3 separate regions of the Rattus norvegicus genome follow, and all the other regions are linked to region 3. The links are chromatin contacts, called in public Hi-C maps. All regions are on one chromosome and are shown on one strand. The core of a region is the stretch at or near the end of the contact, and the rest is flanking DNA. Distances in the headings are between cores, read along the strand shown.

Region 1 (2,712 bases), core at 18-2,517, 160 kb before region 3:
TTAAGGGTCTCAGAAGCCTGAGTTTTGCTACTTTTAAGTCCATGTTTTTCTTTGAGGTTAAACTGAATGGATCAGGGGTGATCAGCGAGCTGCAAGGACTGAGCTGTGCCCTCACTCTAAGTGGACCGACTACAAATGATGGGGAAAAATAGCACACATATTCTCAGTCCAAGCTTCAAACACTTTTGCCTCAGGTCCAGCAAAATGGGAACGTGCAGATATCCAGGACCGTGCTTGTTTCTTTTACCCAGCCCTTCCCCCTCCAGGAAGTGCCCTTTTTGTCACCAAGACCCTCCCTGGAAGACCACATTCCCCTCTTTCACTTCATCCCTTAATGATGAGCTGGCACCAAGAATTCATTGCTTGATGGTGGCCTTAGACATACGAGACATACGAAAGCCGCAGCATACGTTACAGGGATAAAAGTAGACACGTGAATGGTTTTTCTAGGTCATGCCTGGTGGGGTCAGTGGTCTTTTTGCAATGGGAGAGGCTGCCTGCCTGTCCTGAATGGAAGAAGGATTCAGGAAATAGAGCTCACAGGGTGACTGTTGCTGGTGATTTCTCTTCTCCATGCTGGGGCTGGCAGTGGCTACTCAAAGGCATCTGTCCCCTGCTTGGGCCTCTGTGACATATGCCAACACCTTCCGTTTGCTTAGGTAAGAGCACACTCGCTGTCTTTGATGTAAAGGTGAAAGCTTTTGTTTTTCTTGCCCAATTTGAACTGAATCCTTCTGCAGGAGCTCCCTACCCCAGCGCCCATTACAGTATTTCCCTTTCAAAGCATCTAGGGCCTCTCAGCAGCAGCCTCATTGGCAGCAGGCAACAAGAACCAAGGAGACTCAACTCTAACATAGTCTTTGAACTCCCTTCTCCATGGATGCCCTAGCTTCAGCCAGCTTACCCAGCTGTTTGCTTTGCCTAACCCAAGTTGGAGTGCCACCAGTTGGGTCCCAGACTGTTGACCTTGGCTCTGATATGGGATTTTAAAACACAGCTCTTTTGAAATTTCCTTTCATGGATTTGCAGTGATACCCGGTCACAGAATTCTGGCTCAGTGCCTGCCTCGGGTGTGGGAGTTGGATTCAGACAGGGCCATGGAACCTTCCACATCTCTCTTATCTGTTAGGAGAAGGTGGGAGTAACTGAGCTGAAAATGGAAGATCATTAACAAGCTTGCAAAGGCACCGCCAGACATTCCCATGAAGCCCCAGCTTCTGACCTGGCTCTAATGCCACACTATGCAGGGGTTACTTAACTACTAAAAGGTTAAAGGTGCTGACTCATGAATTCAGTGTTTGGCAGGAGACCTCCAGTGCTGCACCACAGCTCCGACTGATGTGGTGTCTAAAAATTAACTGAAGGAAGAGCTTGGGGGTTGTTCCAGAAGAACACCAAAGAATGTAAACCTGGTGGTAGAGACCAGTCCTCTCGGCACTCAGGGCTTAAGAGCACAAACAGTGTGCACTGTGTAGCTTTCAGAGAAGTGTGAACCCGCTAGTGAAGTGTGAACCTGCTAGTGAAGTGTGAGGGATTTGTTGGTGGTGGTTTTTTCTTTTGTTTCCGTTTTGTTTTTGTCTACTTGGGTAAGGTAAGAAAGAGTTGCTGCAGTGTGCCTTCATGACCTGGAGGGGTTTCCCACACTTCAGGTGACGGTGAGATGAAGTTCATGAGCACAAGATCCAGCACCACACCTTTGCACACACATCCCAGTCCTAAGATTTGCACACCCACATCAGTCCTAACATCTCCTGATTAGAGTTATTAGTCTTTCAGGATTTTATATTGTATGGTCACGACCTGGCCAACTCTTTAATGTTTGGTATATGATCAGTTGGCCATTCATTCTCTCACTGAATATTTTCTGATCATATTGGAAGTGCCATACACCATGGCATGAGGCATAGCAGTAACAACACCAACGCTCTTCGCCCAGTCAGAGCCATGCTGTCCAGAGCTCTGGTACATACCATTCCGAAGGATAATATTCAGAAGCTTAGTGAAAGTATAGGGTTTTAGAAAACAGAGTAGAGTGACCAGGCCTGGTTGCGGGAGAAATGTTCCTTGAGACAGTGACTTTGGCATTCATGAAAGAATATTTGGCTGTGCTCTTAGGTAGGGTAACTACCCACTCACGTCAGCTGTGATCCAGCCACTTGCAAGCAGCCTCCAAATTTGGAGGTGCCCATCACGCCAGGGTTCCCGTTAGGGCAGAACTGGATTTAATGAGCTGGGGAAGACACACAGGAGGGGAAGGAGACATTGTGAGCAAAATCAAAACCTCTCTAAATTGAGCAATCTTTGATTTGGTTTTGATTTTGCTCACAATGTCTCCTATGACTTCTGTGAGTTTCTAGAATCCACACCTTTAACTCTGTACTGAGAATGTTACATACACTATTTTCAGAAACATTTCTCTTCTGCCACCCTCTTTGCTTTGCCTAGTTTAAATATCTTATCTAAGAAGACTTCCCTCAATCCCTCAGTGTAGGCCAGCTTAGTTTTCCCTGCCATTAGTGAGTATCTAAGTGGGTGTCTTAGGATTTTACTGTTGTGAACAGACACCGTGACCAAGACAGTTTTTATGAGGACAACATTTAATTGGGGGTGGGTTATAGGTTCAGAGGTTTAGTCGATTATCAAGGCAAGAGTATGGCAGCCTCCAGGCAGGCATGGTGTAGGAGGAGCTAAGAGTTTTACATCTTGCTCCCA
Region 2 (2,700 bases), core at 168-2,667, 170 kb before region 3:
CCTGATCTCTATCCCAGAAACCAAGCTGGATCTGGGTCATGCCTACCCTTTAAACTCAGCATCTGAGCAGTTCTGAAGGGAGTAGAAAGTTATGAATACATTAAAGGGAGGGCATGTTCCATGACAGATTTAGGATAAAGGAGTCAAACTGGTCCATGGGAGGTAAATGAACTCTCTAGAATTAAGTGGCACTAAGCAATTAGAAACCGTTCTTCGGTTGGCTTCCAGGGGGACCCAGGAAGTAAGCATAAAACAAATAGCTCGCATCATCAGGGAACTAATTGGTCTGCATCTGAAACCCTCCCTAAAAGTTGCCTTCTTTCTGAATCAATTTAGGACGATTCATCAAAACACCTTCTACAGGTACAAAGGGAAACCACCAGAGGTGATTTTGAATCTTTGGGAACACTTTTCAGAGCAGCACGGCAGTTCTGGATGTCAGCTAAAACTGCCCCCCATCCCCCGTGTGTGTCCTAGTATGGATTTTGCTTTTCCCTCCTAATGTCCCCCTTCACTATCAACCACAATTTTTAGCATCTCTCTATCACTGTGAGAGGCAGGAATGAGCTGTCCCACCTCCTCTCCTCTTCCCCCCCCTCCCTACACACACACACACACACACACACTCAGTATCTCTTCTTGTGAGGTTTAACTGTCTATTTGGGTCACCTCTTAGCTACACTGCCTGCCTTAGTGTTTTGTCTTCCCTACTTATGTGTGGTATTAGAGAAAAGCCGACTATGGTTTGTGATTTTTTTTTTACCATCCTATGGATACTCTGTATGTTCAAATAAGCCCCCTGAAGACAGTCAAGGTTCAATAACGGTAATGAAAATAATTGTTTGGAGTTAGAGTAGGCTTCTGTTACGTGTCTTCAACGTGTAGGATTCTTTCATAAGCAGGTTTCGACAACTCATCTCTTCATTGAGCAAAAGATGAAGTGTGTGAGGGAAAGGTACTAGGATTTCAGGTTTGCTGTGTTCTGATATTTGAATTTCTCAAAATGAATTTTAGTAAGGTCCAATCTATATATAATCTGGTTCTTACACTGTCCCATTTTAAAGCCTGTAATGACAGTAATCGAAAAGAAGTAGTGACTTCAGACCTCACCAGGATTCCCAAGGCCTCACTGACTGTACACTTGGTCCCCCTCTCCTTATTCCTCCTTCACTTTCTCCCCGATACCATGAACTCTTCCCATTCAGGGCCCCATGCTAATTGCTTCCTGTATTAACACTGCCCTCCTCCTGCTCAATAAGGGTGGAGCCTACATCTCTTGGGAACTCCTGTGTTTCTGCATTCTGAGAAGGTGGAAGCTGTGTGCCTCCTCATGCCAGCAAGAGGCACAGAGTTCAATCAAGGGGAGAATTTGGCTCCCAGTGTCTAAATATGCCAAGTCAAGCCTTCTGCATGACTGTGCTTGCAAACCAAAGCTTTCACTGCATATTTTAGACTACCCTGTTTTACTCCCTTCTCTCCTGTTGGCCCATTCAAGAGAAAGTCTGAATTAAGCATCTCCACGAATGTGATCATCTTTAAGTCCCTGGTTTCTCACAGGAAGCTGGGGGGTAAGAAGGAGTGTGAGTGGGGGTTCTCAAGGCAGTGGTCAGAAGACAAAGAAATGTTGGCAGAGCCATGTACTGCTGAAAATGGAGGGGTCCAAATGAAATCAACATTGGGAAAAGGAGGGCAGCTCACCTCACCGGGACGTTAGTATCCTAGGGTGGCACACTCACCCAAGTTCAGAGAGGAGATAAACAACATTTCAAGGGTTCCAGTAAGAAAATGATGACAGCCTTGGAGCACAGCTGCAGTTACTTTCTGGGATTAGGTGGTGTCCGCCTTTGGCCTTGGCTTCCTCCCATCCACTGTGTTATTTGATCTCTGTAGCCTTTCCTCTGCTGGGTTCAAGTACAAGTTTGTCGGCTTCTCATTGCCTAGCAAGTAAACAAACCTCCATCGACAAAGAAAACCCTGGCTGGGTGCAGGGTTTCAAGGCAGGCCTGAGGTGGGGATTTCCCTGTTTGTTATGACAGGAGCCCGCTCTCCCGGTGGAGAGGAACAGGGATGAGGTTGAAAAGCATTGAGTCAGGCCCAGAGAATTTCAATTTCAACATCGCCTCAGCCAGCAGGTGCTTAATCATACTAGTTACCTCCAATGCAAAGGTCACAGCTGAGGTAAATGATTATCTGCTGGCTGCTTCGCTTAGCATATACATCTTTGCTTGGCATGTGAAGAAGGGTCTCACTGCACTGGGCTTTGTTTTCACCGCCTGGGAACCACAGTCAGGGGTAGGTCAGAAGCTGCACTTGATGGCCTTCGAGAACAGCCCAGTCCTGCGGGGGATGGAAGGGTGGGTACAGGCGGCGCAGGGTAACTTGCTGTTCAAGTGTAAGTTGGTGTAACGTGGTGTGATCTTGCCTAAGTCCAAGGCTCCCTGGGTTCTTACTGTACTCAAGGGGAAGGAAGAAAGGGAGGGAGGGAGAGAAGGAGGGAGGACACAGGACAACTAGAAAGACCTTTTTACACCATGCTGATTGCATCGAGGGTCTTCCGGGTACAACTTGCTGTTTCACCCCTCAGAATGACTGACCTAGGAATAACGTGTGCAACCCCCCCCCCCAAGATGTCAGCTTGCTCCCTATAGCTTGGTCAAGAGTCACCCTGAAGAGGAGGCCTTGTAGCCTGTTATCTAAGCT
Region 3 (2,700 bases), core at 20-2,519:
TACGTCAGGAAAGGAGATGAGGGACAGCACTGTGGGCTTTAGTGGGGACGGCAATCCAACACTATTTTCCTTTCTTTGTTGGTAACATTTTCCTAGCTGTATCCACTTCCATTTTATGACTCAATTTACTGTGTTTAAAATTACACCACATTCTTCCTGCAGTGCGTAGGTCAACTATATGTACCATGTATACAGTGGGAAATTCTTCCTCACAGATCTGGAGAATGCTATGGACTTTGTATTTGTGTCCTTGTTGCCATGGTGACTAGAAAAGGGCAAAACCAGGGCCTCAGAAAGTGGAGTGGCTAGGCAAACAGGATATCATGACTCGGTGTGCACCTCAAGTGCCTCAAGAGGTGGATTAAAACGTCTTACAACCGCTGTCATAAAATTCACTTTCCATTTCTCCTCTGTGGGTTATTGCCTGATATACATATTCTCAAAACAATCACTTCACTCAGCTTGGTCCTTCCCCTGCGAGGTACAGCTTGGTGGCCATTTCTCTCTGATGCTAGTCTCTGCAAATCCAGGAGGAAGGCGGTACAGCCACATGTGAAGAAGACACACCGATGAGAATAGCTATAAACCAGGCTATTTCCTTGAAGCCTTTCACTTCAAATCCATTTCCATGAGAATAATAAAGCATTCTCTCTGCTTGTTTAAGAGGTTGCTAAATAAACGTGGGCAACGCGTAACAACACTGAGGTGTTAAACATTTACCAGCTGTGAGCATACAGCCTGTTCTTTATGTTGGGCAATGGTTCCCTGCTCCCCAACTCAATATTTCTTCATATATATACTTTAGCTACCCTTTGCGTTGAACTTAAAGGGCTTGTCCTCAAAAGTAACTTTGGATATGGGTAGAGAATGTCACCCTTGCCAGGCCCAGGACTGTCACAGCAAAGGCGAGAAGAGAACATTTCCTACCCTCATCTTTTCTATTTCTAGTTTCATTCAAACGTGGGCTGCGGGAGAGCCTTCATGCAGCGCTTCCCTGTCCCCTCTGCCCATTGCATAGGACTAACAGTATGTCCAGGTCTTCTAATCCGTGGTTGAACTTTTAACTTCCAGCCTAGTATGTACGTTTTCCACAATCTTGTTGTTTTTCTCAGTGTATTTTCATGTAGACAATATAATGGACATTAAGTCATAGGACTACATTTAAGTGTTTATTTCCTGCTCTTAATATAATTTCATACTAGATACACTAGTGAATCAAAAATATTTTAGCTGCTATCCTGGCCCCTCTTCTGCCATCTGGTGGACAAATGAGGAAGCGGTGGGGATTAAATAAAAGGACGTAGCTTTTTTCTTTATGAAACCCGTAAGTGCTTCTATTAGGAAGTGTTTAGGGGGCGTTATTCATCGAATGGTGCCCACAAAGGCTCACAATCAAACGCCATTCTCTGTGGAATAAACAAATCCAGTCGGTTGCTAGGAAGACTATTATATGTTATGGATTTGGAAGCCTCGTGGCTGGGTTAACAGAACAGTCAGTAAAATGCTCGCCTTGCAAAGAGGCCCCAACTTTAATATCCAGAACCCACTAAAAAGTAAGCTGGCTTAGAAGCCTAGCAGTGTGGAGGAAGAGAGACAAGTGGCTCCCTGGGGCTCAATGACCAGCCAGACTAGCATACTTGGTGTGTTCCAGGCCAGAGAGACACCCTATATATCAACAACAAACCAATAAAAAAAAAAACCCTTATATTCAGTAAAGGGGGATGGTGCCTGGGTAACAACTCTCCAGATTGTCCTCTGGTTCCCACATATAACCCTGCACACACTCTGTCTTTGTGCACCTTAACACGAACACACATAAACATAGAAAAGAGAAAAAGCTTCCAATGTTAGAGCTACAAAGAGGGCTACCTTCACTCATTTTAGTAGGGGTCTAATGACATTACACCCCTGACTACAGATGCTTTCCTAAGCATTACGGGAGGGAGAGAGGGAGGAAGGAGGAAAGGAGGGAAAGAGGGAGGGGAGGAGAGAGAGAGAGAGAGAGAGAGAGAGAGAGAGAGAGAGAGAACAAGAACAAGGGAAGAGAATATTTTATGTTACAAAGAAAAAAATTGAGCACATTAGTATTCCTTAAACCTTCACAAAGTCAGTCTCTCTCTCATATTAGACTTAGGACCTTGGACATGCAAGGTGAGCAGTCTACACCTGTGAAAGATGTTTTTATGAGAAAATTATCCCTGCGTACATCTACATTTTTAATCAAATTTATTATTGCATGATTTGTAATATCCAAATTGTTGCCAGTTTGGGGAAAGTGGTAGCCCTTCTCAAGTGAGCTCGAATAAGCTTGATGAATTTCCCCATGGGTAACCAAACCTGAATTCCTATCTTCCACCCAAACTCATAAAACAGAGACAGCCAGAGTCATCCAGGCAACATCATGCTTGCTAACTATCCCATCTATTCTGCGAGCATTCTGTATGCAGAGTGAGTTTGGCTGAAAACACTACAGGACAAAGGACAGGCTGTGTTAAGAATAACTTGGAGCTCTTGGTTTGGTCCACTGCCACATGCCCTTTGATTTTACAAGGACATTGAAATCTGATGAAGGTACATTGTCAAATTCCAGAATCATTACTCATGGATAGTAAAAAAAATGGTGATATAGCTGGTACACTCCAATGGGGCCCTTGAAATTCTAGCCCTGCTTCCTGACTCCTCCACTTAGCATCCTCTTGG

The links. A called contact is a pair of places that touch in the nucleus more often than the background predicts.
Region 1: a Hi-C map of liver shows a contact between it and region 3, with 3 times the contacts expected there. The contact joins two enhancer-like sites. A contact is called at or near these places in 3 of 12 Hi-C or Micro-C datasets (kidney and liver).
Region 2: a Hi-C map of the A7r5 cell line shows a contact between it and region 3, with 3 times the contacts expected there. The contact joins two enhancer-like sites. A contact is called at or near these places in 2 of 12 Hi-C or Micro-C datasets (the A7r5 cell line and Schwann cells).

Annotation. Positions count from the first base shown.
Region 1 is chr15:58,475,219-58,477,930 of GRCr8, forward strand. The region is part of intron 1 of LOC102546462 (a long non-coding RNA gene); the gene reads left to right. Among named protein-coding and RNA genes, the nearest start is that of Serp2, 160 kb to the left of the region's middle. Within about 2 kb of position 1,268, at least 7 of the 93 cell types and tissues checked have an H3K27ac peak or open chromatin away from gene starts, as enhancers often do. A contact at or near this core is called in kidney and liver, where this site is marked.
Region 2 is chr15:58,456,299-58,458,998 of GRCr8, forward strand. No RefSeq gene overlaps it. Among named protein-coding and RNA genes, the nearest start is that of Serp2, 140 kb to the left of the region's middle. Within about 2 kb of position 1,418, at least 17 of the 93 cell types and tissues checked have an H3K27ac peak or open chromatin away from gene starts, as enhancers often do. A contact at or near this core is called in the A7r5 cell line, where this site is marked.
Region 3 is chr15:58,631,337-58,634,036 of GRCr8, forward strand. All of the region lies in intron 4 of LOC102546462 (a long non-coding RNA gene), which reads left to right. Among named protein-coding and RNA genes, the nearest start is that of Lacc1, 180 kb to the right of the region's middle. Within about 2 kb of position 1,270, at least 13 of the 93 cell types and tissues checked have an H3K27ac peak or open chromatin away from gene starts, as enhancers often do. A contact at or near this core is called in the A7r5 cell line, kidney and liver, where this site is marked.